Linked DNA regions of Pan troglodytes: region 2 is linked to region 1. The links are chromatin contacts, called in public HiChIP or PLAC-seq maps. All regions are on one chromosome and are shown on one strand. Each heading gives the region's core, a stretch centred on a gene start, on an enhancer-like site or on the middle of the called end of the contact. The rest is flanking DNA. Distances are from core to core; before and after follow the strand shown.

The links. HiChIP or PLAC-seq counts read pairs in DNA pulled down with a chosen protein or histone mark.
Region 2: an H3K4me3 HiChIP or PLAC-seq map of stem cell-derived excitatory neurons shows a contact between it and region 1, with 7 times the contacts expected there. The contact joins the promoter of GPRC5B here to the promoter of VPS35L in region 1. A contact is called at or near these places in 3 of 7 Hi-C or Micro-C datasets (induced pluripotent stem cells and stem cell-derived neural progenitor cells) and 1 of 1 datasets of contacts at active chromatin or transcription factors (stem cell-derived excitatory neurons).

The regions. Positions count from the first base shown.
Region 1 is chr18:22,177,460-22,183,034 of NHGRI_mPanTro3-v2.0_pri, reverse strand. VPS35L (VPS35 endosomal protein sorting factor like) reads right to left here and starts at 3,068. Exons shown (of 33, transcript XR_010152569.1): 1 at 2,846-3,068. It overlaps CCP110 (centriolar coiled-coil protein 110), which reads right to left. Exons shown (of 14, transcript XM_016929569.4): 14 at 5,175-5,575.
Region 2 is chr18:22,507,347-22,512,921 of NHGRI_mPanTro3-v2.0_pri, reverse strand. GPRC5B (G protein-coupled receptor class C group 5 member B) reads left to right here and starts at 2,469. Exons shown (of 4, transcript XM_016929584.4): 1 at 2,469-3,135. The coding sequence starts at 2,744.

The sequences.
Region 1 (5,575 bases), core at 1,819-4,318:
AGGGTATACAGGACATCTCATCTCCTAGCCAGGCCAAAATATAGCAGGGATAGCAAAAACTGTGGGTAAAAAGGGGCATTCCTGGGAAGACCCATGACAAGGCAGTGGGATTTGGGGAACCCCGCAAGCCAGAAACCTCAGCCCAGGATATAGATTTGAAGTCCAGCTGATGAGGATGATTACTATCATAGCCTCTGGCTTCCAAACCTCAGCTATCCCTAAATTAAATTAGTGGGGCTAATTTAAGTAAACTGCTTCATCTCTCTGCCTCTATTTCTTCCTCCGAAACATGGGGTTGTTATAAGAACCTAATGATGTTACATGTTATGCACTTTACGAGTGATGTCTGACAGAAAATAAGGACTTGATAAATGTAAATTTAATGACAGAAACTCATTTCTCCTCTGCAGTCCTCCTCAGTTTCCTCATTCATTCATAAATATTATTCAGCACTCACCATTATGTTCTAGGCTCCACATACAAAGATGGACAAAACTCAGTCCCTTTAACTTTTTTTTTTTTTGAGACGGAGTCTCGCTTAGTAGCTCAGGCTGGAGTGCAATGGCACGATCTCGGCTCACTGCAACCTCCGCCTCCTGGGATCAAGTGATTCTCCCGGGATCAAGCGATTCTCCCACTTCAGCCTCCCAAGTAGCTGGGATTACAGGAACCTGCCGCCATGCCTGGCTACTTTTTGTATTTTTGTAGAGACGGGCTTTCACCATGTTGGGCAGGCTGGTCTTGGAACTCCTGACCTCAGGTGGTCCGCCCGCCTCGGCCTCCCGAAGTGCTGGGATTACAGGCATGAGCGACCGCGTCCAGCCAGTCCTTTTAACTTTTAAGGAGCAAGAAGTTTATTAGGGAAACTGAAAGATGAATGCATACTTCAAAAGGAAATGTTCAGAGCACGGGCCGGGTGTGGTAGCTCACGCCTGTAATCCCAGCACTTTGGGAACCCGAGGTGGGCGGATCACTTAAGGTCAGGAGTTCGAGACCAGCCTGTCCAACATGATGAAACACCGTCTCTACTAAAAATACAAAAAGTAGCCTGGCGTGGTGGCATCGCCTGTAATCCCAGCTACTCGGGAGAGTGAGGCAAAGAATCACTTGAACTGGGAGGCGGAGGTTGCGGTGAGCCAAGATCACGCCACTGCACTCAAGCCTGGGCGAGACTCCGTCTCAACAAAAACAACAACAACAAAATATTTAGAGCACGGCCAGATTAGGAACTATAGAGACCCTAAATACTAAAAGCGTTATGGCACCTGTTTGCCTGCTTGTAATATAAAATTAAAATTCCAAAGGTAGAAAGGTACTGGGATGCAGAGATTAAGACAGCATCTTCCTGGATTTTCTGATTGCAAACTTCAGATAAATCCACTGAAGTCAAATGTTTCTCATGTTTTTGGTTAGCTTTTTGGTCAAGCCAGCATGACTTTTTCATTTTTTATTATTATTTTTTTGAGACAGAGTCTCACTCTGTTGCCCAGGCTGGAGTGCAGTGGCATGATCTCGGTTCACTCCAGCTTCCGCCTCCCAGGTTCAAGCGACTCTCCTGCCTCACCCTCCCAAGTAGCTGGGATTACAGGTGCGTGCCACCACTAATTTAGTCCAGCTAATTTTTGTATTTTTAGTAGAGATTAGGTTTCGCCATGTTGGCCAGGCTGGTCTCGAACCCCTGACCTCAGGTGATCCACCAGCCTCGGCCTCCCAAAGTGCTGGGATTACAGGCGTGAGCCACCATACCCAGCCAGCATGACTATTAACTGAAAAAAAAAAAAAAACTCAGGGTGTGGAAGTGCTCAGAGGCATTCAATGCTGATGTAGCGTATCAAGGAAGCAGTCTCTTAAGTGTTGGGCAAATGAAAGGAATAAGACAAAATGAACTGTTTATCAAGCTCAAAAGCAGAAGGTTGTACCTGATTATTTCTAAGGTCTTTCATTTGCTCATTTAATCTAAGCTACTTCACATCATTTGAAGAGAAAGTAAATTATCTCGCTTTCTGAGATGCAGGAGAGATTCCCCGTCCCCAAATCCCACTATCATCAACAACACAACTTCCTCAAGTTCTTCACTCACACACATACCACCTGCTGAACCCCGAAGCTTCAGTCACTCATTCCTAGCTACTCCAACCGCAAGGGACCTACGGGCCTGCCAACCAGGCACACGCCACGCCCTCCCTATGGTGAACTCCTATTCATCCTCCAAGACCCAATTTAACTCCTCCTCTCTGAAGCCTCCCCCTAGCCCCCTGGTGGGGATAATCACTCCCTTCTTGGTGCCTCATCCGAATGCCTTCTTTAGACATCCCTCTACTGTGCGTCTGCTCCATTATACTGTCAGCTCCTTGAGGCCAAGGAATAAGTCTGAGGGCTGTGCCTAGGGTAGGCTGAATGGCGGCCGTTTTACAGATGAGAAAAACAAGTCTCCAGGTGAACAGAGGAGCTGAGGAAACTGACCAACAGCCAGATCTCCCGACTCGTCCAGACTTAAAGCTGAGTCCACCATTACCTTCATCCAGCGACCCCAGAACCCGTGCCAACTTCTGGGGACGCGGAAGCCTGGAAACTCAAGTTTTCTTTAGGGAATGAATGGACAGGGGCCCGTGGAAGGCGCAGAGAGGCAGCAGACGGGGAGAGAACCAAGAACCCGCCAGTCTGGCTTCAGATTGCTCCGCTGGACCGCGGTAGCGGCCAGGGATTCTACGGTCAAGACAACTTGAGGGTGGCCAGTCGACCACCAGAACCCGACAGAGAGGAATTCACACTCTCAGACCCAGGCCGACCCCATCACAAGTAAGGACAGCCCTTCTCCAAAGCCCACCCGCCGCTGCTTCCTTACCAAGGAAAGACGGCCATCTTCCCAGTCACATGACCGCTTGTTCTGGGGCCGTCTGCTCGGCTTCCCATCCTTACCCCGCCACGCCCCGCACCCCCCGGCCGCCATGTTTGTGAAGGGCAGCTGGCCGCCCCGCAGCGGCCGCACAGCACCTTCTGCAGACGCCATGCTTGTGAGGGGCAGGCGACGCTCCGCACAGCACAGGCTTCATTTTCAGCTGACGCCATGCTTGTGAGGGGCAGCTCCCCGCTCCGGACAGCCCGGGTTACAACTTCCGCCGGCGCCATGCTTCGGAGGAGCAACGTCGGCCACGGCCAGAGTGCCGTAGTTTCTATGAGTCATGATTGTAAAGGGCAGCTGTCTACAGTGCCGGGTGGTCCCGCCTGCGGGCGTCATGATGGTAAAGGGCATGACTGCTGCTTAGCCCACCTGCGTCCTCTAGGGGCAGAAAGGACTCCAGAAGGCGGCGGAGCGAAGACGCAAACTGAGGTTCAGCCAGTACCTGGTTTTGCGGCTAATACGCTGTTTGGCGTGGGACAGCCATGCCCCCTCTAGGCCGCTGCTTTACCCACTGCTTGGAGGGCGTTTTTAGGCACTTGCAGAATGCCCTTCCCACGACTAGCAACTGAGGGCTGCCCTAGATCTAATATGATTGACTACAGCTAATGCACGTGGGGGAAATTAGGGTTCGCATTTCGTCCAACTTGGCAAAGCAGTGTTTCTAGGAAGGTGGATATCCATTTCGACCACAGAACGTTTTTAAAAATTATTTTAGGCCGGGAGCGGTGGCTCAGGCCTATGATCCCAGAACTTCGGGAGGCCGAGGTGGGTGGGTCACCTGATGTCAGGAGTTCGGGACGAGCCTGGCCAACATGGTGAAACCCCGTCTCTACTAAAAAATACAAAAACTAGTTGGGTATGGTGGCGGGCGCCTGTAATCCCAGCTACTCGGGAGGCTGAGGCAGGAGAATTGCTCCAACCCGGGAGGCAGAGGTTGCAGTGAGCCGAGATTGCGCCATTGCACTCCAGCCTGGGCTACAAGAGCGAAACTCCATCTCAAAAAAAATTTTTTTTTTAATTATTACTTTTATAACTTACTTAGATATCCATTATGGTCCCTTAGAAAGCATTCGATGTTTTTATAACTCTTACTTTTCACTCGGGGGTGGTGGTCTGGTTGTTCATGAGATGGTGACCTATGACAGGGAAAAGGATCATCTCCAGAACGGGCCCTCCAGTGTTCAGCTCAGTATGAGTAGGAAAGTATATCCACTCGTACCTGCTATTCCCAACACTGGGAGTGAACAAGGGTTAAAGGGTGGCCACGGGAAAGCGAGGAGCTCTTCCCATACAGCCATGCATGTTATCACATGCAACATCTCAATAAGAGGTCAAGGTGAGGAGCCTTTTCCTAGGCTCACACTGCATGATTAGGCAGTAACAAGAGGAGGATTCTTAAAGTTGTGCAAATTAACAGCTTTGATGTGAGCTTCAACCTTCGCATTCTCTTTTCTCCCTCCTTCCCTTAGCAGGCTTCTATCTCTTAATAAGTTAAGACATTTCCAGCCTGAGTTTTACCTTCTGAAAAGTCCAATTTTTAGTAGAGACGGGGTTTCACCATGTTGGCCAGGCTGGTCTCAAACTCCTGACCTCAGGTGATCCTCCTGCCTTGGCCTCCCAAAGTGTTGGGATTACAGGCGTGAGCCACTGCACCTGGCCCAGGGGACATATTAAATAATGAGATATATCTTTCATGGAACTTGTAATTGTAAAGAATGATTATATACAATATTTGTTTTGGCCTAATACTTTTCAATATCTGTTTCTTTTTTGTTTTGGAGACAAAGTCTCATTCAGGCTGGAGTGCAGTGGTGCGATTATAGCTCACTGCCGCCTGTAACTCCTGGGTTCAAGTGATCCTCCTGCCTCAGCCTCCAGCGTACCTAGGACTACAGATGTGAACCACCATGCCTGGCTGATATCGGTTTCTTTTTTGTTTTGTTTTAAGATGGAGTCTTGCTCTGTCACCCAGGCTGCAGTGCAGTGGCACAATCTCGGCTCACTATAGCCTCCCCATCCCAGGCTCAGGCGATTCTCCTGCTTCAGCCTCCCAAGTAGCTGGAACTACAGGCATGCACCATTACGCCCAGCTAATTTTGTATTTTTAGTAGAGACGGGGTTTCACCATGTTAGCCAGGCTGATCTCAAACTCCTGATCTCATGATCCACCCACCTTGGCCTCCCAAAGTGCTAGAATTACAGGCATGAGCCACCATGCCCGGCCTATTTCTTAATAGTCCTTCCCCTGGTAAATAAAAACAATCAAACTAGATTTTCTTTAAGATGAAAAGTTTATTTTGCTTTTTGCCTAGAAGCAAAACTAGTGAAAATAAAAGTATAAAAATAAATACAATTTACATTAATGAACATTCCACTCAAAGTAAAAATAAGCAAAAAAAGTATATAAATAAAAATCCATCAAAAGCACAAACAGTGTCTGGCACCTGTATAAGAAAAAGCTATGAACACCAAAAAAGAATGTGTAAAACACAGGCTTTCATCTTTAAATTAAAAACACTCAAGTTTCTCATCCTTACTCTAAAGCTAGTTTTAACTTTCTCCAAAACATACTATTTGTTTTAACTAATTTGCATTACACACACAAAAAGTGCACAAAACTTTTAGCATCTTTCTTACTGGAGAGACCCACAATGCTATGAATAAGCCGTATCC
Region 2 (5,575 bases), core at 1,220-3,719, 330 kb before region 1:
AGACAGAGTCTCACTCTGTCACCCAGGCTGGAGAGCATGGGTGCAATTATAGCTCACTGCAGACTCAAACTCCTGGCCTCAAGAAATCCTCCCACCTCAGTTTCCCAAAGTGCTGGATTATAGACATGAGTCATCATGCATGTCCAGCCTAAATTTAAATCAATTAAAAATAAATAAAACTGAGGCCGGGCTCGGTGGCTCACGCCTGTAATCCCAGCACTTGGGGAGGCCTGGGCAGGTGGGTCACCTGAGGTCGGGAATTCGAGACCAGACTGACCAACATGGTGAAACCCCATCTCTACTAAAAATACAAAAATTAGCCAGGCATGGTGGTGGACGCCTGTAATCCCAGCTACTCGGGAGGCTGAGGCAGGAGAATCACTTGAACCCAGGAGGTGGAGATTGCAGTGAGCCGAGATAGCATCATTGTACTCCAGACTGGGTGACAGTGACTCCATCTAAAAAAAAAACAAACAAACAAAAACTGAAAGTTCAATCCTGTAGTCATACGAGTCACATATAAAGTGCCTAGTGGGCACATGTTTAGCGGCTGCCATTATCAGACAGTGTAGATTGGACAGCACAGCACTGAGATACAGTTTTGTAGGCGAGACAGACACCAAGCAGAGAGCCATGCAAATATCTAATTACACACTGATATGGTTTGGCTGTGTCCCCACCCAAATCTCATCTTGAATTGTAGCTCCCATAATCCCTACATGTCATGGGAGGGACCTGGAGGGAGGTAATTGAATCATGGGGGTGGGTTTTTCCCACGCTGTTCTCATGACAGTGAATAAGTCTCACAAGATCTGATGGTTTAATAAAGGGCAGTTCCCCTGCACATGCACTCTTGCCTGCCACTGTATAAGACGTGACTTTGCTCCTCTTTTGCCTTCTACCATGATTGTGAGGCCTACCCAGCCATGTGGAGCATTGAGTCCATTAAATCTCTTTTTCTTTATAAATTACCCAGTCTTGGGTATTTCTTCATAGCAGTATGAAATGGACTAATACACATACCATGACATTTGTCAGTGGGAAGCCATGGGCAGTGCACTGACCATTTCTCAGGTGAGGAATAGAGAAGCCACTGGTTTTCATTAGACAAAGTGAACTGGGCACTTGAGAGCCTGACATGGCTCCCTGGACCTCCTGGAGCCATTCTCTCCAAGGCTGGAGACCCAGTGAACTCTCCTGGGAGGTGAGGTTCCTCTGTGACAATGTCTGACCTGACAGCAAATGACACCAGTCTAACCATTGGTGGATAATATGGCCTGCAGAGCCAGATGGCCTGGATTGGATTTTGTCTTTGCCAACCGTCTAACCCCGGAGCAGTACTTAACCCCTCTTGGCCTCAGTGTCTCCATCTGTAAAACAGGGAGAATAACAGTCTCTGGCCTAAAGGGTAACTGGGAGGATTAAATGAATTAAAGAATTTAAAACACTTAGAATAGCTCCTGGCACACAGAAAGCACTACGTACTCAGCTATTATTGTTATTATTATCATCCATGGGTGTTGGAACTTTTTGGAGGGAAGGAATGCACCTGCCACTCAATGCCCTCCTTCATTTTCACTCTGTGCTTCCTGTGGTATCATCACCCAAAGTGAAACTGACCATCACAGTCAGGGTCCTCTGTAAAACAAGTGGGAAAGGGAATATAACCGTAACTGCAATGTTAATCAGCTCATATTAAGGATTTTCCACATGCCAGACCCTGCGTGAAGCACTTTATATGTTAGCACGTGTTAGACCTTCACAACAACCCCAATAGGCATGTGCGATGAAAAAGATCTCCATTTTGTAGACGTTGAGGACGTGTGGCTCACGAAAGTGAACTTGCCCACGTTGACAAAAGGATCTCGGCGTCAGTTCCAAGAGCTGCCACCAGGTGACAGTGCCCATCCACTTTCCAATTGCGCAGTCTGGCGGGAACACACTTTGGGTCGTCCCGCAAATATTTAATGAGCGCCTACTGTGCCTGGAACTGTTCTGGGCTCTGAGGATCCATGAAAATAAACCAGGGGTGGGGCGAAAAACTGCCATTATGGTTCTTCCTTTCCATTTTCCCTTGAATATAATAAAAGGTATCCCAGAGATGCGTGCCCAAGGGGGATGTGGCCTAACCGGACCGGAACTGGGAGGCTGGCGGGGAGGGATGGGAGTATCTGGAAGGGCCACGGTCCCCAAAGATCAGGGGCTGCCACTATTCCCAGAAGGAAGTGTTCTGCATCTCCCCTTCCTGCAGCCCCCGGGAGAGGGGAGCAGGGGTCCGTCCTATCCCTTTTGGTCTTATGTGGCTGGGATGGTTGCGGCGACGGGGGGAGAGATTGGGGGGCGCACCGCGGAGGGAGAAAGGAAATCTCACCCTGAGAATCTGGAGTGCAGGGAAGGGATGCTGCTCAAAGGTCTGTTTCTGGCTTTGGCGGGGGGCCACCTGAGACTGCCAGGGTTTGATGGTCTGAAGGTCACCCAGGGAACCAGCCCTATATGGGGTGCCGGAGCGCAGCTCCCAGGCCTGGTCGAAGCAATGCCGACCTCGGAGAGGCCTGAGGACTAGGACGGGGTGAGGGGGACTCAGAGACGGCTGCCCCGGACCCCTCCTTCAAGCAGGTCCCACGGCCGCCCAGCGGACACGCGTCCGGGCTGTGCCCTGACCGTCTGCGGAGCGCACGGCCAGTGGCCCGGGCCGCTGAGTGTGTGAGCCCTGAAGGGCAGTGGACGTGTGCGTACGTGGGTGATGTGTGCGGTAGGGGTGGTGGCGATCCTGCGTAGGGACCCACGTGAGGGGTGCACCGACTGGACGTGTGTGTTTCGAGGGGCCAAGGAAGCGGGTGTTGGTCCCAGTGTGCGCAAACGGACAACGACATCTGGGAGGTGGGCAGTGAGGAGAGAGAAGAGTGTGTCCAGGAGGAACCTGCCTGGAGGAGGCCTAGCGGTGTGTGTGCGCCTAGGTGTATACCGGGGCGTTGGTGACTTCGAGAGGCACCGGGCGGGATCGATCCTCTCTGCGTCCTGGACCTGGTGCTGGTGTGTTTCGGGGAAGTTACTGCTTATGAACCCACCTTGGAGCGTGGCCTGGGGGCAGGAAGGCTTCTGCGCTGGGACCCCTGGGTCGCGATACCTCCCTCGGTAAGTGTATTGGCTAGGGGGGTGTTCCCGCAAATGGATCTACCCTGGGGAGTTGCCCGGCTCGTCTGGACTGCTTACGGGCGCACTGACGTTGTGGGGGGAATGTCCCCGAATTGGGGGCACGAGGTCGGGGGAATCGTCTCTGAGATCCGGGCTAGAAGCTACGAGCTTGGGCTCCGGGGGTGCATGCAGACGGCGCCTAGCCCCGCGCGGAACCGCCGGCGGGACCGGGGGTGGGGCTCGGAGGCCCGGGGGCGGGGCCGGTCGGGGGCGGGGGCGGGGGCGGGGGCGGGGGCGGGGCCGCGGCCGCTGCAGCAGCGCGGGCCGGGCCAGGGGGCGCCTCGCGCGGCAGCGACTCTGGCAGGCGCTGCAGTGAAGCTGGACCCGCAGGCGGGCGTGCGTGGAGCGGGGGCCGCGGCCGCGCTGCAGAGATGTGACTCGGGCCGAAGGCCAGCTGGAGCGTCGGCGCTGCGGGGCCGCGGGGGTCGGTAAGTGCGAGCTGCGCCGATGCAGTGGAGGACGCTGTGGGGACCCCAGAAACTTTTCCCGCCGTGGATTTGGGAGAATTGGGGGGTCTGCTTCTTGTGTTTTTCTAAGCGCCCCCCCAACCCAAGCCAGGGAGTTTATTGCTGGGGGAGTTGTGGGATCTGGGCGAGGGGAACCACGGTGCGACGAGAGAAGAGCCGTAGAGGGGTGGGCGGGGGAGGGGACGGTCTGGGGACCTTTACTGGGGGAGGGAGACTGTGCCCGGACCAGGTAGAGATCCAAGTCTCCCAGGAGAGTGTGGGGGCGACCACAGGTGAAGGGCAGCTGGGAGGGTAAAGGAGCCCAGCCGTGTCCTAGTGACTCGTCGTGTGTGAGGAGCTGCGGGCTGGTCCTGGGGCCGCGTTGGGGGCTGACTGTGGACAGGGCAGACGCAGCCGGGGGCACAAGGGCTGGACTTTGGGGGTGAACAGCCGCACCTGTCGCGGGGGCTGGGGGTCAAGCCCGCAGTCGGCTTGAGTGCGCATTACTCAGCAAGGGGAGGGGGGGGACACGGCGGTGGGAGATGGCAGAGCTGAGACCTGGGCTGGGGACGAATGACGGGGAGGGGTGGGGAGGAGGGGGCGGCTGCATACAATGGCCGGGGGGGGGAGTGGCGTTTCCCTTCCAGACAGGGGGCACTTGGACCTCTGGAAGAGGCGGCTAGGCTGGAGATAAGGACTAGACCTGTTCTCGGTCCCCTCTCCTTGGGGGACACAGGCTTCCAGCCCCACAAGGACCCCACACATCCCGGGGTCCCTAGCGCTTAGGCCGAAAAGGGAGCGCGCGGGAGGAGCCCGCACCCGCCTTGGCCCCGGGCAGCCGGTTGAACAGCCTGGGAAGGGGCCAAATGACCTTGCCCCAGAAATCTCCCCCGTGCAGCGGGTTCACTCCTCCGTCCTTGCTCTGTCACACCCAGGCCTAGCCAGTCCTCCCTTTCCGTCCCCCGTTCGCTAAGGGGGCGGCTCCTTGGAGCGCGGACAAAGGCCCCTGGAGTGTGGCGGGCAGCGGCGTCCCCGCCTGGGGCCCCAGCCCACGCGCCACATTGGCCGCCCAACTGCACCAGGCCGGGGGGCACCTGAACAGAGCCCAGAAAGCCCTGGGGGACCCCGCAAAGACAAGAGAAGTGGGGGAGGGATCTGGCACAAAAACCCCGGCACTTCAGCCAAGGAACCTTCTTAATTCAGAAGTTTCTTCGGTGGGGACTCGGGCTTGCGGAGGATCCAGGCTTTGAGTTAAACTGCATGCAAATGACATGTAAATAGAATGCAAATTGGCATCTGTCGTTTGGAAGCCCTCCCGGCCAGTTTGGTATCTAAGACTGTGGAGTGAACAGTTTGCTATCTGCTCCCTGCTCTAAGCCTGGAAAGGGGTCAGCTGAGTTGGGAAGGGAAGGAGATTCCAGGAGGAAGGAGCCGCCATTTGGGGCACAGGCAGCAAGACAGGCAGTTTTGTTAGAAAGATAAACTCAGAATCTTTACTGGATTAATATGTTATTTCAAGAAACGTGCCAGGGACAGAACTGGGTGCCTTGTATAAAACGGACAAAACCCCTGCTCTCCCGGGGCTGGGGAAGTGAGTGGACAAACATTAAACAAACCCATAGCAAATGGCTATGAAATCCGATTGGGGTGAGGACGGCCAGGAAAATAAGATGGGGTGATGTAAAAGAAGGTGACAGGGGTGTATGTACCTGAGATGACTGTTCCGGGAGTGACATTTGAGTGGAGCCCAGCTAGAAGAGGGGCCCTCCGCTGGGAGGTCTTGGAGGAAGACTGAACCAGGAGGAAGGCACTGTGCCTGCAAAAGCTTGGAGGTGGGAATGAGCTTAGAGGAACTGAACAAAGGCCATTGTGGCTGGAGCTGTAGGCAGATTTGGGGGTGGGGATAGGGGAATGGTGGGGACCGGCCAGATCAT